Linked DNA regions of Mus musculus: region 1 is linked to region 2. Evidence: chromatin contacts called from public targeted proximity ligation data. All regions are on one chromosome and are shown on one strand. The core of a region is the stretch at or near the end of the contact, and the rest is flanking DNA. Distances in the headings are between cores, read along the strand shown.

What was found.
Region 1: a targeted proximity ligation map of embryonic fibroblasts shows a contact between it and region 2, with 13 read pairs. A contact is called at or near these places in 1 of 39 promoter capture datasets (liver), 4 of 484 Hi-C or Micro-C datasets (bone marrow-derived macrophages, embryonic fibroblasts, embryonic stem cells and 1 more) and 8 of 130 datasets of targeted methods (the NIH/3T3 cell line, SST interneurons, bone marrow-derived dendritic cells and 4 more).

Annotation. Positions count from the first base shown.
Region 1 is chr15:58,376,702-58,382,508 of GRCm38.p6, reverse strand. All of the region lies in intron 1 of Anxa13 (annexin A13), which reads left to right. Among named protein-coding and RNA genes, the nearest start is that of Anxa13, 9.7 kb to the left of the region's middle.
Region 2 is chr15:58,191,103-58,196,651 of GRCm38.p6, reverse strand. Fbxo32 (F-box protein 32) reads left to right here. Exons shown (of 9, transcript NM_026346.3): 5 at 4,288-4,381; 6 at 5,183-5,367. Among named protein-coding and RNA genes, the nearest start is that of Fbxo32, 21 kb to the left of the region's middle.

The sequences.
Region 1 (5,807 bases), core at 2,114-4,613, 180 kb before region 2:
TCTATTGATGGTTCTCTGAGTAGACGATTGCATTTTATTTTGTTTCATAGTATAATCCCCAATACAGTGTCTGCAATACAGCAAATGCTCCAGAATTTTTTAATAAATCCTTTAATTTGCTACTATATTGGCTACTTTCCCTGTTGCTATGATAGAATACATGTCCAAAGCAACTTACAGGAGGAAGTAGTTATTTTGGATTACAGTTCCATAGGATAGGAACTAATCAGGGTGAGGAGGCACAGCCTTGAGGGGCAGGCATAGCAGCAGAGCAGACACAAGCACAACACAGATAAAGTGAACTGGGAATGGCCACACTTTAAACTTTCAAAGCATGCCCTTGTTGATGTACCTCCTCCATCAAGGCCACACCCCCAAGCATCTGCCAACAGCACTACTGTCTTAGTTAGGGTTTGCATTGCTGTGAAAAAAACACCATGACCAAGCCAACTCTTATAAGGACATCATTTAATTGGGGCTGGTTTACAGATGCAGAGGTTCAGTCCATTATAATCAAGGTGGGAGCATCACAGCATCCATGGTGCAGGAGGAGCTGAGAGTTCTACACCTTCATCTGGAAGCTGCTAGGAGAAGACTGGCCTCCAGGAAGCTAGGATGAGGGTCTTAAAGCCCACACCCACAGTGACACACCTATTCCAACAAGGCCACACCTACTCCAACATAGCCATACCTCCAAATAGTGCCACTCCTTGGGCCAAGCATACTCAAACCACCACATATATATATACCTACATATGTACACCTCCTCATGACACAAAAGAGACTCACGACAGACATGGTCAAAGCCACAAGCAAGAAGGAAGAGGAGAGAGGAAAATATGCCTTTCTTCTCGTGTAGCCCTCTCCCACATGAGGAAAATCTTCTAGAAAAGTTCCAAGCAGCCTGTCTCATGAGGCAGACTGGTGGGTAAAGGGAGACTGGAGAGCTGTGAGTCGTCCTTTGTCCCTGGGACAAAGTAAATCTTCCATTTACACAGGGGGCAAATGTTGGGTCAGAAGAAGAGGTGATTCCAAGCTGTTGGAAATGGTGTGATGACAGACAAAGCAAGCTGGTGAAAGGAGGCCTGGCCATACAGCTCCAACCTAGGCAAACAGGGTCTGCTCCTAGAGATCATGAATATTGGCTCTAACACATACATACATACGTACATACACACACACACACACAGAGAGAGAGAGAGAGAGAGAGAGTCAGACAGACAGAGACAGAAAGAGACAGAGACAGAGAGACAGAAAGACACAGAGAGATAGAGACAGAGAGACAGAGACACAGATCAGGATCAAAATATACAGGCTCCCAAGTCCTTCATATAAAACTGCTTAACATTTTTTATGTAACATATGCACATCCTAGACACTAAATCATGTCTAGACTAGTGGCTCTATAGCACTGCATTATATATGCAATGTAAATGGATATTTCACTCTACTGTTCCCAAATGAAAGATGATTAAAAAAAAACTCTACATGTGCTGGACAGATGCAATTATTTTCCAGATAGTTAGTTATCTGTGGTTGCTTGAATCTGAAGAAGCAAAGCCAATGGACCCAAAGGCTGTACGTTATCTTCTTTCACCATTCATGTATAAAATACCAGAGAGGGATGGAGAGAGAGTTCAGTGCCCAGGAGTGCTTACTGAGCCTTTGGGAACAGAGCCATTGCCTTACCGTCGCTGATTTCTTCAAACTGTGGTTTTCACTGATATCATGTCTGATGCCCCCCATCACTCATAGTAACTTTCAGATGACTAGGGGATAATAAAGACTTGAAGAACAGACACGGGAGTGGAATCTGGGTAGTTATAGTGTCGGGGGTGGTTAAAAACACAAAGGGGAATTTTAAAGAAAAGAATTACTAGGCTTGGAGCCAATGCACATTAAAGTCTCTTACCAGGGGAAGAATAACTCTCATTGTTTCGCTGAAGAGCATTCAGATGTTTCGCCTTGCTTCCTTTCTAGCGAATCCGAACATGTCCACACTCTGTTGTTTAGGTCTCACTGTACAGCATGTGTAACAGACACCACAATCATTTGACCCGGCCCCAGTATTTTCTTTCTTCAATTCTGTCTGCTCACTTATCTTTGATCCTGGAGATTTCTAGAATACACCATATACATACATACATACATACATACATACATACATACATACATACATACATATTCTGATAGGAAATGAATCCCAAGTTTTCACCCTGGGTGACTTGGCTAAAGACAGCCTTTGGCAATATAAGAAGGAAATGGATCATTCTTTTCTAATGAAAACATGCTTCATTTGTCTTAACGCCCTGAAGACATGGCTGCTGTCACCACTGAGAAATTCCCTTCATCTCCCAGCAGCCACCATGCCCTCAATGCTTGGTGCAGTACAGTGGTAACTGGATACCTGGAAGCTTCATGCTCTTCCAAGGTCTCTGGCTACCAGAGCACTCTGTGGACAACCCTTGACTAGAACTTTCATTTTCTCTATAACACAAATTTTGTTTCCCGATAATTAATGCTATTTCCCTTTTTTAACAGACCAGCAGTTCTCAACCTGTGGGTCTCGACCCCTTGGGGGGGTCGAGTGACCTTTTCACAGAGTCACCTAAGACCACTGGAAAACCTAGATATTTACACTACAATTCATAACAGTAGCAAAATCACGGTTATGGAGCAGCAATAAAAATAACTTTTTAAAGAATTAATTATTTTATGTATATGTGTACACAGTAGCTGTCTTCAGACACACCAGAAGAGGGCCTTGGATCCCATTATAGATGGTTGTGAGCCGCCATGTGGTTGCTGGGAACTGAACTCAAGACCTCTGGAAGAGCAGTCAGTGTTCTTAACTGCTGATTCATCTCACCAGCCCCCAACAAGGATAACTTTATGGTTGGGGGTCACCATAAGCTGAAGAACTGTAATAAAGGTTTGCAGCATTAAGAAGGTTGAGAACCATTGTATTAAATTAGACACTCCATGTTCTTGGGCCCAACATAGCACTAAAAGACCCTAATATGGGCCAAATGAGAGCTGTCACATAGCTGTGACACCCTGCCATGCCGGCTGTGGTGTCCTCAATGTCAGGATGCAGACAACAGAACCGGAGGCAACAGGTTCTATCTCACTCAGCTTCTCGCTCAGGGTCTGTACTCAGCTCCATTTTTTTTTTATTTCCACATTACTGTATCCTATTACTCATCGTTCAGATTTATGCTCAGAAAGGCACAGCCTGCTTTTAATCCTCCCTTTTATGGAAGCCCAGTTATTTCTTTTAGTGCCTGGAGATCTTTGCCTTGGTCAGAACCCACGCGCCGGCTCACCACTAGAAACTCAGCCTCACACCACCTTCTAAAGGAATGTGTTGACGACATCATGAAATGCACAGGCTGTCTAGACCCTGGGCACGTAGGGCCTTGGTACTATTGACATTAGGGCTCAGGTAGCGCTTTGTCATGAGGGGTTTTCTATGTGCTGAAGGGTGTTTAGTAATCCATGGCTTCTATCCTTGGCTATAAGAGTAAATGTTTCCAGGCAATATTTCCCAGAAGGAGAAATCACTCCTGGTTAGTTAAGATCCAGTGCATTTATCACACACCTATGGGAGAGCGAGACCATGGGCAGATGTCCCCATAAAGCCTTCAGCTCTCCAGACCTGCACCTACGTCTCATCTGTTGCCTTCCCCCTTCACATTGACCCTTGGCCTCCTGAGGAGGGCATCAGCAGCCCTGAGAGGCAGCAGTTTTTCTGTGTTAGTGATTTATGGTGGCCAGGGGAGGGAGACCTCCCTGCACAGCCAGTGACATAGCTGACTGCTAGGCTATAGGTGTCCTGAGAAGAGTGACACTGTAGGGAAAGATACTGCTGTGATCACTCATGAGTCATTTACACACCTCTTCTGCTTGGCTGGAACCCACTGAAGGCTGCCTGGCTATATCCCTGCTCAGTGGCCACACATCTGAATATTTACTGCCACCTCAGGGACAGTGAACAATACCTACCGCTTCAAGGTGCTGGCTGTTGAAGTCTTAGGTCAGGCTTCCTTGCCTCTGGCTGAGTCCACAGTCACCTTTGATAGATAAATGTCACATCAACACATACAACCTAAGAACACTTGTCTCTATAGAAAATATCCTAACTATGCCAATTGGCATTAAAAGGTACCAAAAATGCACCCATTTAATCCCAGCAACCAGAAGGCAGAGACAGGAGGATTTGTGAGTTTGAGGCCAGCCTGGTCTACATGGTGATTTTTAGGACAGCCAACTACACAGAGAGGCTCTGTCTCAAAAAAAAAAAAATCAATTAAAAAAAATGGTACCAACATATAGAATAGATGTAAAAGAAAGGTTATTTCTAATATAAGTTTTACTCATTTATCAAAGCAGTCAGTATATGTAAATCTGCATGTCAGGTTCTGATCCAAGTGGATGTCTTTTTCTTTTCTTCTTTCTCTTTTGCATGTGTTTGAGTGTGTAGTGTGTGTGTGTGGTATATGTGTGTACATGCACGTGTGTGGAGGTTGGAGCTAACATCAGGGCTTCTCCTCAAATGCTCTCCACCCTGTGCAGTAGAGGCACAAGTAAACCCGGAGCTTGCCAGTTCCAGCTCATGTACCTCCTTGGATTGCTCCAGCCCTGGAGTCATAGGAGGACCGCGTCACCTATGATGTACTTACACACATGCTGGAAATCATCACTTAATAATCATAGTGCCACTTCAAAACTGCATCCCGAAAGCCGGAGCCATGGCAACACACGGCTCTGTCACACTTCCAACACCCCTACATGGACAGAGCTCTGGCTGCCATACCCACTCCCCAGAACTCTCTGATCCGTCCCAAGATAATAAATGTCATGGGTACCAATGGCAAGAGCACCGAGACTGGGGAAAGCTCTGCACTTGGCTGGTGTGATCAATGAGAATCCCAGTGGAAATAAAGTTATAATCACAGAGTAGAATACCAAATATTCCTGGAAGATTCAAACTGTACTTAAATGTGCCCAACAGAATGAATATATATATATATATATCTTTCCATTTAGTAGTCTTAGCATTTGTGTTTGCCATCCACACACTTAAGTGCATTTTATTAAATAAAACAAAGCTTTTCATCAGATTGATTAGCCATAGGAAACCATGACCAAGAAACAATCAACTTAATGAAACCAACATGTGCTTAAAATGCAAATGGCCCCGATTGTTTCAGGTTGTCTGTCAGTCTCTACTACCCGTGTCGGTGGAGATGTCCTGAGGATATTTTCTGGCTCTGATTCCATGAACTTTAACTGCAATAATTTGTGTACAAATGACTAGCTACTTAGAGACAGGAGATCATTATTCTAACAGGGACAGGGATCTCTTCCATGAGTAAGTGGTGACCAGAGGCAGGTGACTTAATCACTAGACTGTAGTTTCTTTACCTGGGAAAGGACAGTATTAGAAACAGCATCCTAAGGTTCAAGCTTAAATACAACCTTTGTGATGTTGGCAGGATGCACATGTCACCCGATCTTCTAACTGTTCTAATCACCATCTTTAAATCTGTTTGGTTATATATATATTTTTTTGCATCAGTGAACTTATCTTAAGAGGAAACTCCAGATTAGCACCATGAACGGTGAACTAGTATCAGTGTATATGCAAGAAGGTGAAAACAGAAAACAGTATCAAATTCTAAGTCTGCTGTCGCCCGCTAAAGGCTCTGATCCTGGCACCTGCTCTCGGATTTTAAAGTGAGAGAGGAAAATAGTTTGCATGGACAGAATAGAAATTGACACGGTAAATATCTGAGGCCTTGGGG
Region 2 (5,549 bases), core at 877-3,376:
AGACAGATTCAGCCCTTCATCGTTAATATCACATGACATTATCTGCTGGTTCTTAGCAGTAGAGTTGTATTGGAGTAAGAGGTAGACTCCTTAGGTAACCCAAAACCATTGCCTCTTCCTAAATATGTTCATAATATTGTTCTGGACATTATTTCGCCTCAGCGTGGAAGCTGGTCACCAGTCATAGCACACTGTTGATATAAGATTTCCAGATTCTTTGCAGATGATAATAAGTCATGACGTTGCTGCAATTGTTAGAATAAAAGTTGGCCCTATGTGGCAAATTATTGATCCTCCAAATACGTATTCTCAGTTAGACATATCTGAACTTGAGTCTTAACTCACTGATTTCCTGCTGCAGCTTAACTGCTCTGAGCCTTAGTGTCTTCATTTGTCAAATGGGAAACTTAACCTCTTTGTCCATTGAAAATTGAGACCAGACAGATGAACTGTGTGGCACCATCTCTGCACACAGTAAATATCCATCGTTTTTAGCAAAATACGGCTTCATGGTTGAAGCATCTCTGCAAGTCATGACGTGTATCAACAGAGAGCTACTAAATGCACCACAAATATAATAGCGATGTCAGAGGAATGTTAAAGTCTGAGTGCATCCAGTTGACAACACATACAGTTGAAATATAGTCTTTAAACAAGCTATATTTTACCTTAGTACTTCCCTATGTTCTGCCTGGCAATAATTTTACCTAGCTGTCTTTTCTGTATTATGATAAAACACTGTGATAACGCTAAGTATGTTCTTGGTACCTGGCACTTTGTGAGGGCTTGATGATCTATTTGATCTTCACAACAATTCTTAAGGAAGTGGTATCATTATACAAAATTTATAGATAGGAAAAACTGAAGCCAGTAGTTTGACTCTGGGACCTTCACTTATACTCTCTATGATATATATTGCAAGGGACCCCAGGACCACATCTGGCCCTGCATTTATTTTTATAAATAAAGTTTTATTGTTACACACAAGTGTACACATTGATTTTCATATTGTCTAGGGTTGCTTTTGTGCTACAACAGCAGGTCATTTTCAGTGTAAAGACTGTATGACCCACAAACCTTGAAGCAGTTACTACTTGGGGGCCAGGTATGGTGGTGCATTCCTTTAACCCTAGCCCCAGGGGAGGCAGAAGCAAGGGGATCTCTTTGAGTTTGAGCCAGCCTGGTCTACAGTGTGAGTTCCAGGACATCCAGGGCTATTACACAGAGAAACCCTGCCTCAAAACAAAAAAAAAAAAAAAAAATCAAAAACCCAGTTCCTATTTGGCCCTGTAGAAAGTTTGCCTACTCCAGCTGTCAACCTTAAACTTCTTTAAGAGACTGGCACCGGGGAGAAGAGTAATTTTAATAGTGATCATAACACTTTATGTTTGCAACAGTAAGTTTTGGTTTTCTCAATATCTCACTTGATTCTCATTACAGTCCTAGAGGTAGTCTTTTGTTGTCGCTGGTTTGGTTTGTATTTCCTGTAGGTAGCCTTTTTATTGACATTTAGAAACCCCACAACAAGCTAGATGACTAGACAGTAAACTCCATGAGTCTGGGGATCGCGCGCTCTGCCCTTCCCTGTCATCTGTCTCAGTGCTACAACAGAGTGGACACAGAGATTCTTGCTAAATGAATGACGGTTGTAAAGGTCACCCAGACAGAGAATCCGATTCTCCTGTTCCAGGGCCCCACAGCTGCCTAGCAATGAAAGCGGGGACTTTCCCTGAAGATAGGGTGAAACAGAGATGAGATTACATGTCACCCTCCTGTCACTTGCCAGTGTGCTGCTCTATCCCTCTCCCTCCTCAGGTAACGAAGATAATAAGTTCAGCCCAAAGAGCTCTTTGCTGCTCCTAAACAGAGCCCGCAGAGCTTTCTTTGATGCACAGTCAGGGCCTGTTGCAGAGGCTTTTTATCTTTTTTTTTTTTTCCCTTGTGATGGGTGCCCTTTGAGATGGGATTAAGACTGACACTCTGGGGAGCAGTGGTCACATGGCACCCACGTTTTAGATGCATTTCTGGCTGATCGAAGGCTGGCCCCTGCCTCAGCTCCTACCCAAGGATGAGTCATGGTGCTCAGCCGCCTGCCCTGCAGGAGTAGGCTCCAGACTGCCAGGCTTTTGTTTTCTTTCATCTCGCTTTATGCTAGTCATGTGAGGCTCTGGGCATTAATAAACCATTGGCCTGGCCTTCTAGAGCCTGCTGCTGTTGCTCAGGGAGAAAATGAAAGGTTCGTGTTCTTTTTCCACTGTCATGTGCTGATTGGTGGCAGAACTGAACTAGGCGGGCACAGAGCCCTGCGGTCACTATGCATGGACAGAGCCTCCCCCACCCCACCCACCCCACATCCCCGGGCGTGTTTTGATGTCTACCCTGTCAGCATCACTCTTGTCAGCTCCTGACTTCTAAGTTTAGGTCTCCAGCACTAAGCACAATACAGCAGTGTCTCCTCCTCCTCCTCCTCCTCGTCCTCCAAGTCAGGAGGACACACCACCCCATGCCCATGTAAAAGATACCACATCTAGCATGAGGGCATTCAAGGCTTAGAACTTTTTGTTTCCAATTTAAAGTAAAATTATGTTCCAGGAACTAGGTCTGTCTGTGTTTGACAAGGGCCCAAAGGGCTCAATAAGGACAAATGTTTTAAATAAGGGCCTGGGACACGGAGGTGCTCTAAACCACCTAGGGCCATGGTTCTCCACCCTCATAATGCTGCAAACCTTTAATACAATTCCTCATCTTGTGGTGACCCTCAACCCATAGAATTATTTTCGTTGCTACTTCCTAACTGTAATTTTGTTACTGTTATGAATTGTAATGTAAACATTTTTGGAGATAGAGGGTTGCCACAGGGTCATCACCCATGGGTTGAGAACCGCTGATGTAGGGCATGGGTCCAAAGCGAATCCCCTGAAATCCGGCTTTTGTGTTCAGTTCTTATGTTCCCATTCAGTTGTGGTTTTGTAGTGCAGAGTTTTAGATTGTTCTGTTTCTTCCCTCTTCTGCCTTGATTCCAGTATCCAATATAGTATATACATAATACCAATACGGTATTATAATTTCTTTTCTTTTTGTTTGGCAATAATGGAAGTAGTAGAAATTAGCATAGGCCCTTGTCAAACAAACCAAACTTACCTGGCATCTAATTAACACCAGGCCCTTGGGTAGGGGTTCTGTGCATACTCTTTCATTGAAAGCTCACCACCTCAAAGACCCTGAATATTATTCATAGAAATGAAGAACCCAGATAGCAAAATGCATTTAGTGGCATGCCCTTAATCACAGAGCTAAGAATTTATCAAATCAAGACTCTATTGCATGGGCTGGTTGAGATAACTTAGCCAGTAAGAGTACTTGCTGCTTCTAGAGGACCCAGGCTTAGTTCTGACATCCATACGGTGGCTCACAACTGTCTGTAACTCCAGTTCCAGGGGATCCAATGTCCTCTTTTGGCCTCCATTAGCACAAGGCACAAACGTGGTATACTGACACACATAAAGCTTTCAAAAGAATTGTATCAAAGCTGACAGATACTAGGATTCTCCTTTGAGCCTCTGAGGAGAGAGAGGTAGACTCACTATACACCCTGTTTCTCTTCCTTAGCATCTTTCTATTAAAAAAAAAAGGTACCTGCAGCAAAGGAGTCTACTAATCAGGCAAGTTTCTTGAACATGAGAAGCAGGTACTGTCTAAAAAAGACTCATCCCTTCCTTGGGACATGCACATGGTCACCAAACATGAACCCGAATGTGTCCTGAGAGCAGTCGGTGCCAGTGGACAGAGGTTCAGGTCAGGACAAGAACAGATCCCCTTGGGGTGATTATGCAGAGCTCTGGTGTTCACAGGTCATGAGAGGTTCTGTTCCCTTTGGAATAGTGTCAGCTCTCCTTTCTGAAGTGGGCCAAATACAATGGATCAGCCCTGGCTGAAGCCCAAACCCTTTATATATAGAAGAAAAAAAGGAAAGCAATTAAATATTCAGCCTGACTCCTGGTTTTGAATTACCCCCATTTGTCTTTCACTCTGAGCATCTGCCTTTTATTGCCTCTCTGAGCATCTGCCTTTTATTGCCTAGTGGCCTCTCTCTCTCTCTCTCTCTCTCTCTCTCTCTCTCTCTCTCTCTCTCTCTTTCTCTCTCTCTCTCTCTCTCTCTCTCTTTCTCCTCCCCACCCCCATCTGTCTGTATCTGCATGTCATGTGACTCAAAAGTGAAGATTAGGTTTAAAAAAAAAAAAGAAATCTCTGTAGTCTAAGCCTGGCAACTTCTATTTTTATCCACAGCTGTTGGAGCTGATAGCAAAGTCACAGCTCACATCCCTGAGTGGCATCGCCCAAAAGAACTTCATGAACATTTTGGAAAAAGTGGTACTGAAAGGTGAGCACCCCACACACACCTCAGCCCTTTTCCTAGGTGTGGGAATAGGCAGGTGGGTTGTCTCATCACGTAGCATGTCACTAGGTTTAAAGGAGTATAAGCCTAGAGAAGTGAGTCATGGCGGCTGAAGTCAGGAGTACCTGCTTCCAGCTCAGAAAAGATGTGCCATCCATGCCCTTGGCAAAGACCAAGCACACTGCCCCTTGTCATTTCTTTAGGGTCATATGTTTTCCCTGCTTCAAGTTTGACTGGCTTCTCAATGAGGACACAAACCCTGCCCTTCATGGTGGAGTTTCTATAGCCCCAGGAAATGGAGCTGTGTGCAAAGCAGAATCCAGGCATAGACTGTTTGAACTGGAGGGGACCTTAAGACCTCTGGGTCAGCTGAGTCATTTCAGACATAGGGGAACTGAGGCACATGAGAAATGATTGTCTAGAGAAGTGACAGACAAGGTTAAAACCCAACCATCTGAACCCCCAAAATGCAGTCTTCTACTCATCTAAAAAGATGCTATCTGCTGAACAAAAAAACCCCCACCACTTTCTGATCAGGTGGACACTTGGCACTGGTGGAGCAATAGAAACAGAAAAGAGTTCTTTAGAAACCCGGGAGAAGGGAACAAAGAGGGACCCAGATGGCAGAAACTCTACCCACTAGCCGAGGATAGAATTAACACTGGTGAGAAAGAAAGACACAGGCAGTGCCCAGTAACAGGAGCCCACAACGAAGAAGAAAAGCCCACTTGTAACATGCCTGGCTTCAATAACTTAACTTTGATTTTCTTTTTCCCCCCACCCAAGTTCTTGAAGACCAGCAAAACATAAGACTTATACGGGAACTTCTCCAGACTCTCTACACATCCTTATGCACACTGGTGCAGAGAGTCGGCAAGTCTGTGCTGGTGGGCAACATTAACATGTGGGTGTATCGGATGGAGACCATTCTACACTGGCAGCAGCAGCTGAATAGCATCCAGATCAGCAGGGTAAGTGCAAGCGCCCGCCACCTGCCACCTGCCACCCCCCACCCACCGTGCAGTGGTTTCCTCCACTTAGACACTGAGTAGAAAGTCCAAGGCAACATAGTCTACTCTGGTGATGCAGGAGCTAATTGCTTCTGATTTGATGCCTCATCTTGGAGGGTGCTATGAGGGGCATCCTGATAGAG